3 separate regions of the Drosophila melanogaster genome follow, and regions 1 and 3 are each linked to region 2. Evidence: chromatin contacts called from public ChIA-PET and Hi-C data. All regions are on one chromosome and are shown on one strand. Each heading gives the region's core, a stretch centred on a gene start, on an enhancer-like site or on the middle of the called end of the contact. The rest is flanking DNA. Distances are from core to core; before and after follow the strand shown. Region 1 holds the start of Cortactin (cortactin,). Region 2 holds the start of Atpalpha (Na pump alpha subunit). Region 3 holds the start of peg (pegasus).

What was found. Hi-C and Micro-C count contacts between places; a contact is called where the count stands out from the background. ChIA-PET counts read pairs in DNA pulled down with a chosen protein or histone mark.
Region 1: a Hi-C map of the Kc167 cell line shows a contact between it and region 2, with 5 times the contacts expected there. The contact joins the promoter of Cortactin here to the promoter of Atpalpha in region 2. A contact is called at or near these places in 21 of 107 Hi-C or Micro-C datasets (the Clone 8 cell line, the Kc167 cell line, the S2 cell line and 9 more) and 2 of 6 datasets of contacts at active chromatin or transcription factors (the Kc167 cell line and the S2 cell line).
Region 3: a contact with region 2 is called in an RNA polymerase II ChIA-PET map of the Kc167 cell line, with 8 times the contacts expected there. The contact joins the promoter of peg here to the promoter of Atpalpha in region 2. A contact is called at or near these places in 1 of 1 datasets of contacts at CTCF or cohesin (the Kc167 cell line), 10 of 107 Hi-C or Micro-C datasets (the Clone 8 cell line, the D17-c3 cell line, the Kc167 cell line and 5 more) and 1 of 6 datasets of contacts at active chromatin or transcription factors (the Kc167 cell line).

What each region holds. Positions count from the first base shown.
Region 1 is chr3R:21,063,060-21,066,038 of dm6, forward strand. It overlaps Cortactin (cortactin,), which reads right to left and starts at 1,412. Exons shown (of 5, transcript NM_001260295.1): 1 at 1,364-1,412; 2 at 1,236-1,304; 3 at 839-1,049; 4 at 367-770; 5 at 1-275. The coding sequence starts at 1,005. It overlaps AnxB9 (Annexin B9), which reads left to right and starts at 2,182. Exons shown (of 5, transcript NM_206530.2): 1 at 2,182-2,342.
Region 2 is chr3R:20,947,429-20,950,128 of dm6, forward strand. It overlaps Atpalpha (Na pump alpha subunit), which reads left to right and starts at 1,286. Exons shown (of 10, transcript NM_001275861.1): 1 at 1,286-1,401.
Region 3 is chr3R:21,022,738-21,025,437 of dm6, forward strand. It overlaps peg (pegasus), which reads right to left and starts at 1,426. Exons shown (of 3, transcript NM_143973.3): 1 at 1-1,426. It overlaps Dhc93AB (Dynein heavy chain at 93AB), which reads right to left. Exons shown (of 28, transcript NM_079700.3): 27 at 2,627-2,700; 28 at 1,843-2,446. The coding sequence ends at 2,282.

The DNA of each region.
Region 1 (2,979 bases), core at 162-2,661, 120 kb after region 2:
CTTGGCGGCTTCCTCCCGATCCCGCTTGTCCTTGGCCTCACGGAGACGTTTCTGTTCCTCGGCCCGCTTACGTGACTCCTCCTCGGAGTTTTTAGCCAGATTCTCGAACTTGGCACGCAAATTGGAAGGCTTGGCACCTTCGATGACTGGCTTGACCTTGTGGTCCACCTGGCTGGCGTGCTTCTGCGGAGCCTCTTTGTGGTCCCATCCCACCGCGGACTTGTCCTTTCGGTCCTCCTGAACGCCAAACTTGCCGCCAAAGCCCTTGGAGTAATCTTATGTTGGGAGAAGATATAAATAAAATAATCAGACATGAACATACTAAGAAAAAATCAATGAGAAATTCATTTCCGTTAGGTAACTTACCCTTCTGAGACTCGTGCTTCTCCACCTTCTCGATGTGATCCCAGCCCACGGCGGATTTATCCACCCGATCGGACTGCACTCCAAATTTGCCTCCGAAGCCGGTGGCGTAATCCTTCTGGGAGGCGTGCTTCTCGACCTTTTCGACGTGGTCCCAGCCCACGGCAGACTTGTCCTTGCGATCCTCTTGCACTCCGAACTTTCCCCCAAAACCATCGCTGTAGTCCTTCTGCGAGGCGTGCTTTCCCACCTTGCCCTGGTAGTCATGACCCACAGCCGACTTGTCCATGCGGTCCTTCTCAACGCCAAACTTGCCCCCGTATCCGTATCCTGCGTTCTGATCCTTCAGCAGCTGCTTCTTCTTGTCCAGATCGGCCTGCTCCGTCTCCTCGCGCAGCTTGTCCATGCTAAAAAGAATAAAGAAAGGGAACAATGAACCCGATACCCAGTGTTTCGAGAATTTCGGATGACTCACTCGATGGTGCCTGCTGTGCGACCGCTGCCGTCGATCGTCTTTGATCCCCAGCGCTGCTCCTGCTCACTGACATCGTTCACGAAGTCCGGATCCGTCTCCCAGTCGTCGTCCTCCGCGGAGGCTGCACTGGTGGCCTGAATCTGGTGACCGGCACTTGCCTTCCACATTCTTTTTACCGGTTTCTGGTCGCTGGTTACTCGCTTATCCTTATCTGCTGGGTAGATAGATAAACACCATGACGAGTGTGAGTAGTCGGGGCAGGTTTTCAGTTGCAGGGGCTCCGCTTCCGATTCGTGGCCCAGATAACAAGTCACAAAACACCGAAGAAGGGAGGGGCCGACAAAGCCGGATCGGGAACAAGATGCCACTGGCGCTCTATGTTCATATGTATACTCACATCCCGATGACTAACTCCTACTGCAAGAGGAACTTATGATCTGATGCCGCTAGGGATGTCTGCAAATTTCTGGGAGGAGAAGGGTTAAACAATTGATTCATAAAGAGACCAACAAACGGGAAACTAACTGAACTAAATTTCATTCGATACAATGGATGCATCGATATGCTACGAAAAGCCGATAAATTATTGTGATGAGCTTGACAAAAGGTAGTTGCTGCAGTTTTAGGGGCGCCCAATTTAAATGATTAAGAGATACAGTCGTGGTTCTTTTACTTTATTCGATAAGTCAATGCACCGATATATACTGCAGTACCAATATATGTGATCGTGATCAATAGAACTGAGTGCTCGGGCAAAAGGTATTTGATGTTATACCAAGTGGCGCCATAGTAATTTGTATAATTAATAAGATTCTGCCAGAACGGTAATTAACAGGTATAAGAGTTGACTTTTTTCATATAACCGCAAACATATCATCGATATATCGATAGTTTTGGATTTGAATTTGCTTCGATGTCGGCTGACAATTAACGTAATTGGTTTTTATATATAGTTATAAAAATACAAATAAAAATAGTTATAAAACGGCTTAGGAAGGAACAGGATATTTATTTAACTGTATTGCCCTAACGGCTGAATATTGAAGTCAAAGGTTACATTTTGAAATTCAATGCGTAATCAGATCTTATTTTCCCAATGTCGTCATTATCACAACGGAAATATCATGAATGTCTCAACAGCTTCCAATGCCGATGATTCATCCATCTCGGAACACTTTAGATTCTACGGTGTATACTATGACGACGCAGAAGATACCAGCTTCCAGTTAGGCGCTACCACCGAATATTTCCTAGCAACAACAACCTATCGCCGGTTGGTTCATCTCTAATCGACTTCCAGCGAGAGAGCGCGAGTATAAAAGCCAAAGACGGAGCGCAAACAGCTATGGTATTTATTCACATCGCTTGCAGTTCGCATCGTCTGACTTGTACGTTGAAAATCGAATATCATTGGTAAATCAAAAGGAATTTGTAGATAAAACTCATTGTTTACTCTCGCTGTGCCAGAAATCGCAAAAAATCAAGCGGAAAATCAGTCGGAAAAGTGAGAAAAGAAAGTGTGTGCTAAACACTCAAAGATAATTTTCATTTGTGCCATTCCAAAATGGGCATTTTGTAGAATTCTAGTTGTGGGTGCGGTATCGCGAGAATTCTCCAGAATCTTGTTTCTCTATTTACTTTATATTTCAATAATAAAAGCCTCGGGTGGGAGAAAAATTCAAAACCGAAAGATGACATCATCAAACTCAAAAGCAAAAGCCCCACTCTTTTGGCGTTTTCTCTCGCGACGCGTGTGACTTTTCTCATCTCCGACGAAATCTAAGTAAACTTTTCTGTTCCTTTCTTGCTTTCCCATTTTACGTAGGAATGAGAAGCGGAATTTTTCGAAATATCTCTATCCCCCAGTGCCCTGCTTAATTTAGTAATTCAATCAACTTCAATTGCCCGACAGGCACTTCAAACTACAGTAAGCACTGTGTATGAGCGCCTGTGCCTTGCTCAGCATTACTCACCGGAATCGGATGTGGCCACATTCCACCGTCCACAAAATATAGTAGTAGTGTACTCGAGGCCGTGCAATTATAGTAGAATAGGTGTGTCATCAAGGTTTATTACTAAGTGAATTGCTCAGTGCATTTGCAAAACATTTTTGAAACATTTCGAGGTACAGTCCATCGAGG
Region 2 (2,700 bases), core at 36-2,535:
GTAATTGGTCACCGAATTGATCAATTGAATGAATCTGTAGAAATTTAGATGCCATTTTGCTGGGAAGCTAACTTAGATAGAACATGCTAGCCTTCAAGAACAAAATGACTTGAGACATCTAATTATCCTGATTATATTTGGGGTTTAGAGTTGCGATAAATTCAGCTTCGACCAAGTGGAGGTCAGCATTTCGGATGATAAAATGAGATCTTGTGCGGACGGAGATAAGTTTTCCAAATGCCTGGTCGTTTGGAGGATTGTTATGTTTATAGCTCCATTACACTGACAAATTGGAAGATCTTCGTCTTGAGTTCCACATCGTGACTCGTACTTATCAATAGTGTTCTCAATTAAATTCATAATTTAATTATAATCAATTACGCGGTCTGTTGGTTTCGGGCGAACCTTCAGTTGGTGCTTCCAATGATAAGTTGCTGGATAATGATGACGAGGGGTATCAGGTGTATCTTGAAATTTAAGTATAATTTAATTAGTTTAAGTAAGCTGAACTTATAATCTCCAAGATGCGTTTTTCCCCACAGGATCGTCGAATTGCTGAGCCTTCGAGAATCTCTGGCCCGTTTGAAGCCATTCATCGCAACAATGATCAACGATCAATACTGAACATAGGAAATAAATTTGAGAAGATTCAAGTCCAGTTGAACATTTCTTGGAGAGTAGCTAATTTATACGTTTAACGAACGCCATCTACACTTCGTTCTATCTGCCACTTAAAATTATTTTGCTTATACAGCGCCACCTATGTTTGGAATGCAAGAAGACGCGCGTATTGTATTTGGTATTTTATTATCTCTTGAAATTGAATACACATAACTATAACGTTGGCAACTCTCCATATCTGTAAATATTCAAGATGGCAACTATCGTAGTGTGTATATTTTAATCTGGCAGCTCCAGTAATTTTCACGCTTGCAGTTGATATAAAAAGTACATAAAAGTATGTTATTTCCAAATTGAGGTGAAAAATTAAACATATTTTTAACTTGGTATTTTAAATTAGCAATTATTAATGAGAGTATTGAAATCCAAACATATCCAGATATTAATATTTGAAGGTAGCATAGTAACAACTTTCGGTAAATAAATATCCAGGTATATTTAAAATACTTAACTTTTCATTTTAAATAAACCAGACTGTTCGGACTATTGACAAATTATAATAGTAATTTTATTCATAATGCAATATTTACAATTACATTTTCTTAACCGATTGCCATCCCGATTTCTACACCGGCTTATTCGATACAATAGGCCGATAACTCTCCATTTGGTAGTCACGACTTCTAAAATATCGATACGTTGGAATTGTGTAAATTTTCCACATCCCTGGGAATAATCGAGTTAAATTAAAATAACATGGCGTTAAGGTCGGATTACGAGGTGAGCAAAAATAAAGCCTGGATTACGATGAAAACTAAGTTAGTTAAGTGAGAAAATGGTTAAGTTTAAACTGTTGTTAGACCATGACGAGGGAACCAAAAAGAACCAGGGCCAAAACAAATTGGCCAAGTGATACGCTGAGCGGGCGTTGTTTTTAGTGGGAAAAATCGAAGCCCGAGTGCGCTGTGTGGGTGTGTGCGTGTATCTGTGTTGTGTACATTGCTTTTGGTGTTGTTCTTGCTGCTGCTGCTGCTACTACTATTTGTTTTGTTGCTGGTGAAAAAGCGAGAAGCAACGACAACAACAACAAAGCCGAGGCGACGCCCAACGAAGTTTACTAATTTGTTTGCGGGCTTTCGGTAACTGCAAACGGAATCGAATGTGAAACGGGGCGCAGTTACTAATCCTATTGGATCTGGATGGGCCTATATCCGCTTACCTGCTGATCTGTAAAAATAGCCTGGGCTTAGAGCCTGGCTTTTGACTTTTTTCTCGAATTTGTATTCGCTCTCCCTTTCTCTTGCTCTCTCTCTCTCTCTCTGCCTCTCTGTCTCTCTCTCTCTCGCTTTCCAGGTGCGCTTAGCTGGCATGCGCAATTTGCATTTCCAGGCCGACCAGTTTCCCAAATTTTCCACTTTCCCGGCGCGAAAGCTTTTCGCTTTTCCGTGCTTGGAAATCTTCCAGTTTTCGGCTTACATAACCGGTACTGCTGCCGCCCCTCCCGAACCACGCCCCATTCCGCCGCATCTCGCAGATTTCATTATTGGAATCTCGAGCTCTAGAACGAAACTACCCTGCATAACACGTTTATTTTTCCATTTTCCGTGCTTTCCCTCCTTCCGGAATTGGTGTCATTGGGCCGAGTAGTGCGCTGCTAATTACACACACTGGCACATTAGCGTAAATCGACGTACTTCTTACCGTACTTTTTTCTCAGTACGTAGCCCTTACTTTCCCTTCCCTACCCCCTCACCATTCGATTAGTTACTAAATGCCCCACCGATGACGCCACTTAATTACCCCGCAGAAGGTAATGAGTTCTTCGCCAGGGTTGTTGTTTCCACCCGGGCTTTCGGTTCTGTTCCTAGGGCTAGACCACCAATTCTAAGTCCGTATTGCCAGCTCTATTGATTTTGGGGCTTGTCTAAGGGCAGGTCACACACACGCACGCACCCACACACATACTGGTTCGACGGCCCGAAAGTATGCAAAACTATAGAGCAAGCGGTCTGAATCCACTCGCAACAAACAGTGGGTCCAGATATTATTTGTAACGGGAAAACTTGAAAAGAACGCTTA
Region 3 (2,700 bases), core at 176-2,675, 75 kb after region 2:
AGTAGTTTTCACTTTATCGATGCGATGGCCAACACTTTGCACAATCGTATTTACTTTGCAAGAACTTTGCGGGTCAGACGAATTAATTATGCCGTGCCTGCGCTTGGTTTCTAGCTGATTAAAATTGTTTTACGATTTCACGATTTATATATATTCAATGGAATATAGACGCCTGATTTGGGGCTTGTCACTGAACTTCAGACACGTGTGTGCGGCAGTGTTTTGGTTCTCGATACGTTGTAGATTAATTCGCGCACGATTCTTTTTCGTTTCTGATTCTAATTCTAATTCTGATTCAGAATGTAGAGCTCGTAACTGAGAATTGAGAATTAAGAACTGAGTACTGAGTACTGAGAACTGAGAACTGAGAACTTAACACTGAGTACTGAGAGCTGAGTACTGAGAATTCAGAATTCCGATTCCGTTCCGATCCGAATCTCTCTATCGGCGAGGCCGCACAGCACGCGTCCAAATGCGAACTGAAACTAAAGCGCCGACCGAAGATATCCTCCAGCCAGCAAAAGCAAAAGTCGAGTGGGCTGGCTAGTCGATTCGATTGACTAACTGACGCGGTGACTCGGTTGACTGATTGATGGCTTGGCGGCTGGACGATGTCCGCTGGGACTGGGATTCGTATCGGATTGGTATTGGTATGCTGGGATGCTCGGATGCTGACCGCTGTTAGATGTTGGTTGGATGCTGGGATGACTGTGCTGTTGCTGTTGCAGATACTTTGATGCAGACAGATTTTGAGTCTGGTTTGGGTTTGGTTTTGGGCTTTGATTTTGGATTTTTTGGGCAGGAGATGGGGCCGGGTTCGGCAATCAATCAATCAGGCCCTGTCCGTCCGACCGGCTATCTGTATCTCGGTATTTGGTATCTGAATCTGTATCTCGGTATCCGTATCTGTATCTGTATCTGCGGCTGTCGTCTGCCGTCGTAGCGCACGAATGATGTCCGACCACACAGTGCCTGTTAGTTTTATAGAATTTTTTCATGCTAAAAAGATTTACGCTCGTGTCGTCGTCTTTAATTTTCTTTTTGTTTCTCCGCACATTTCGCCTGTAGTTGATTTCTGATTTCAGATTGTTTTATTGTGTTTTTTCCTCTGGTATTGGGTATTGGTTATTGGGTATTTTGTATTTTGTATTTTGTATTTGGTATTGGGATGGATGGATGCGGCTGCTGTTAGTTGGGCCGGAATACACCAGATGAAGCGGGGCAGGGCTCCGAAATCGGATGGGTAGATCGGTAGAACGGTGGATCGATGGATCGGTCGGGCCGGTCGTTTGATCGATAACTCTACAGGCAGGTCACGTTGTCGTGGACCAGCTTGTTGTTGCTGCTGGGTTTTTTGAGTTTGAATTATTCATGTATTTATGCAGTCACTAAAAAGTTTGCTCCTCATCGCTGACCGCTGTCAATTGGTTCACGTACCGCTCAATACTGAGATGCTCGCGATGCTTCGAAAATCGTTCAAAATTTCGTCAGCATTTCCGAACAGACTCGGCACACGCTTATCGCAATCTGAGAGCTCTATAGAGCGGGAGAGTCAGGTTGTCGCAGTACAAATAAGACGAAATAAAAATATAAAAGAAAAAAAAAAAAGAAAGCAGGGCAAAAAATATGAAAATTATTTGTTTCAGTTTGCGATGGCCACGAGTTCACTCCACTCAGCAGTGTCTATGAATTTTCTTTGATGCTGCTTCCCCCCAGATACAGATACGTATGTATATTACGCTTGTTATTTATGGATACGCGACGCATTGGATTTAGCATTTCCATTAAGATTTTTGGAATTTTCAGACTTATCAGCTGCCGACTACGCAGGCAGCGTTAAGTCGCATTCGCCACGAAAAAACATTATCAATTGGTGGTATGGTGGTTTCCACGGGGTATTACCTACCGAATGTAAACAATTGCATGGTAAACAAATTAAGTCAAGGCAAAAACAATAAAGTTCTGTTTTACCTATCTGCATTACGAGTATCAATATACCACAATGAATCCCCATTCCAGTCAAAATAAGTTCGGTATTTCTTTTAGGTTTTATGCTAGTGCGCCTAAGGCAAGTCTACTTAGGAGGTGTTTTATTATGAAAACGGTGCACTCTAATAAATAAATCGAAAGTCAAACTTGGAGTCTACGATAAAACTTGGTACATTGGTCTAGCTTATGACTATTATTGTTCTACGTTGTGAACTAGAAAAGAACTACGAAATCGTTTGAACTAAATTAAGTTAGATAACTAAGTTAAGTTAAGCATTAAGCAGTTAGCCATTTAGGTTTGCAAGAGCAGCGCTACGCCGGCCAGGATCCATTTGCCTGGCTTGTCTTTGGTCTTCAGATTCAAGTTGGACACATAGGTGGTGGGGCCTCGGGTGCGGGTCTTGTAGACCGGGCACTCGTACATGTTCCTCAGATCTTGCTTATCTTGGGTGATTGCCTGCGGTACATAGACGAGGTTAAATTGAATCGGATTCGCATTCAGTGTAGTAGAATAATGGAGTGGAATCTAGTTTTCGAATTTATGCCAACATGCGCCAGCAATGAGACGCCACAGATCCGCCCTCGATTCGCCGATTTGCGGATTTTAGCATTTGCCCGATTTGCATTTCCAACTCACCCGAATGTTGATCACCGGCATGGATGGGTAGAGCTCCTTGAGGCGCGACTCCATGATGATACCCTGCTGTATGT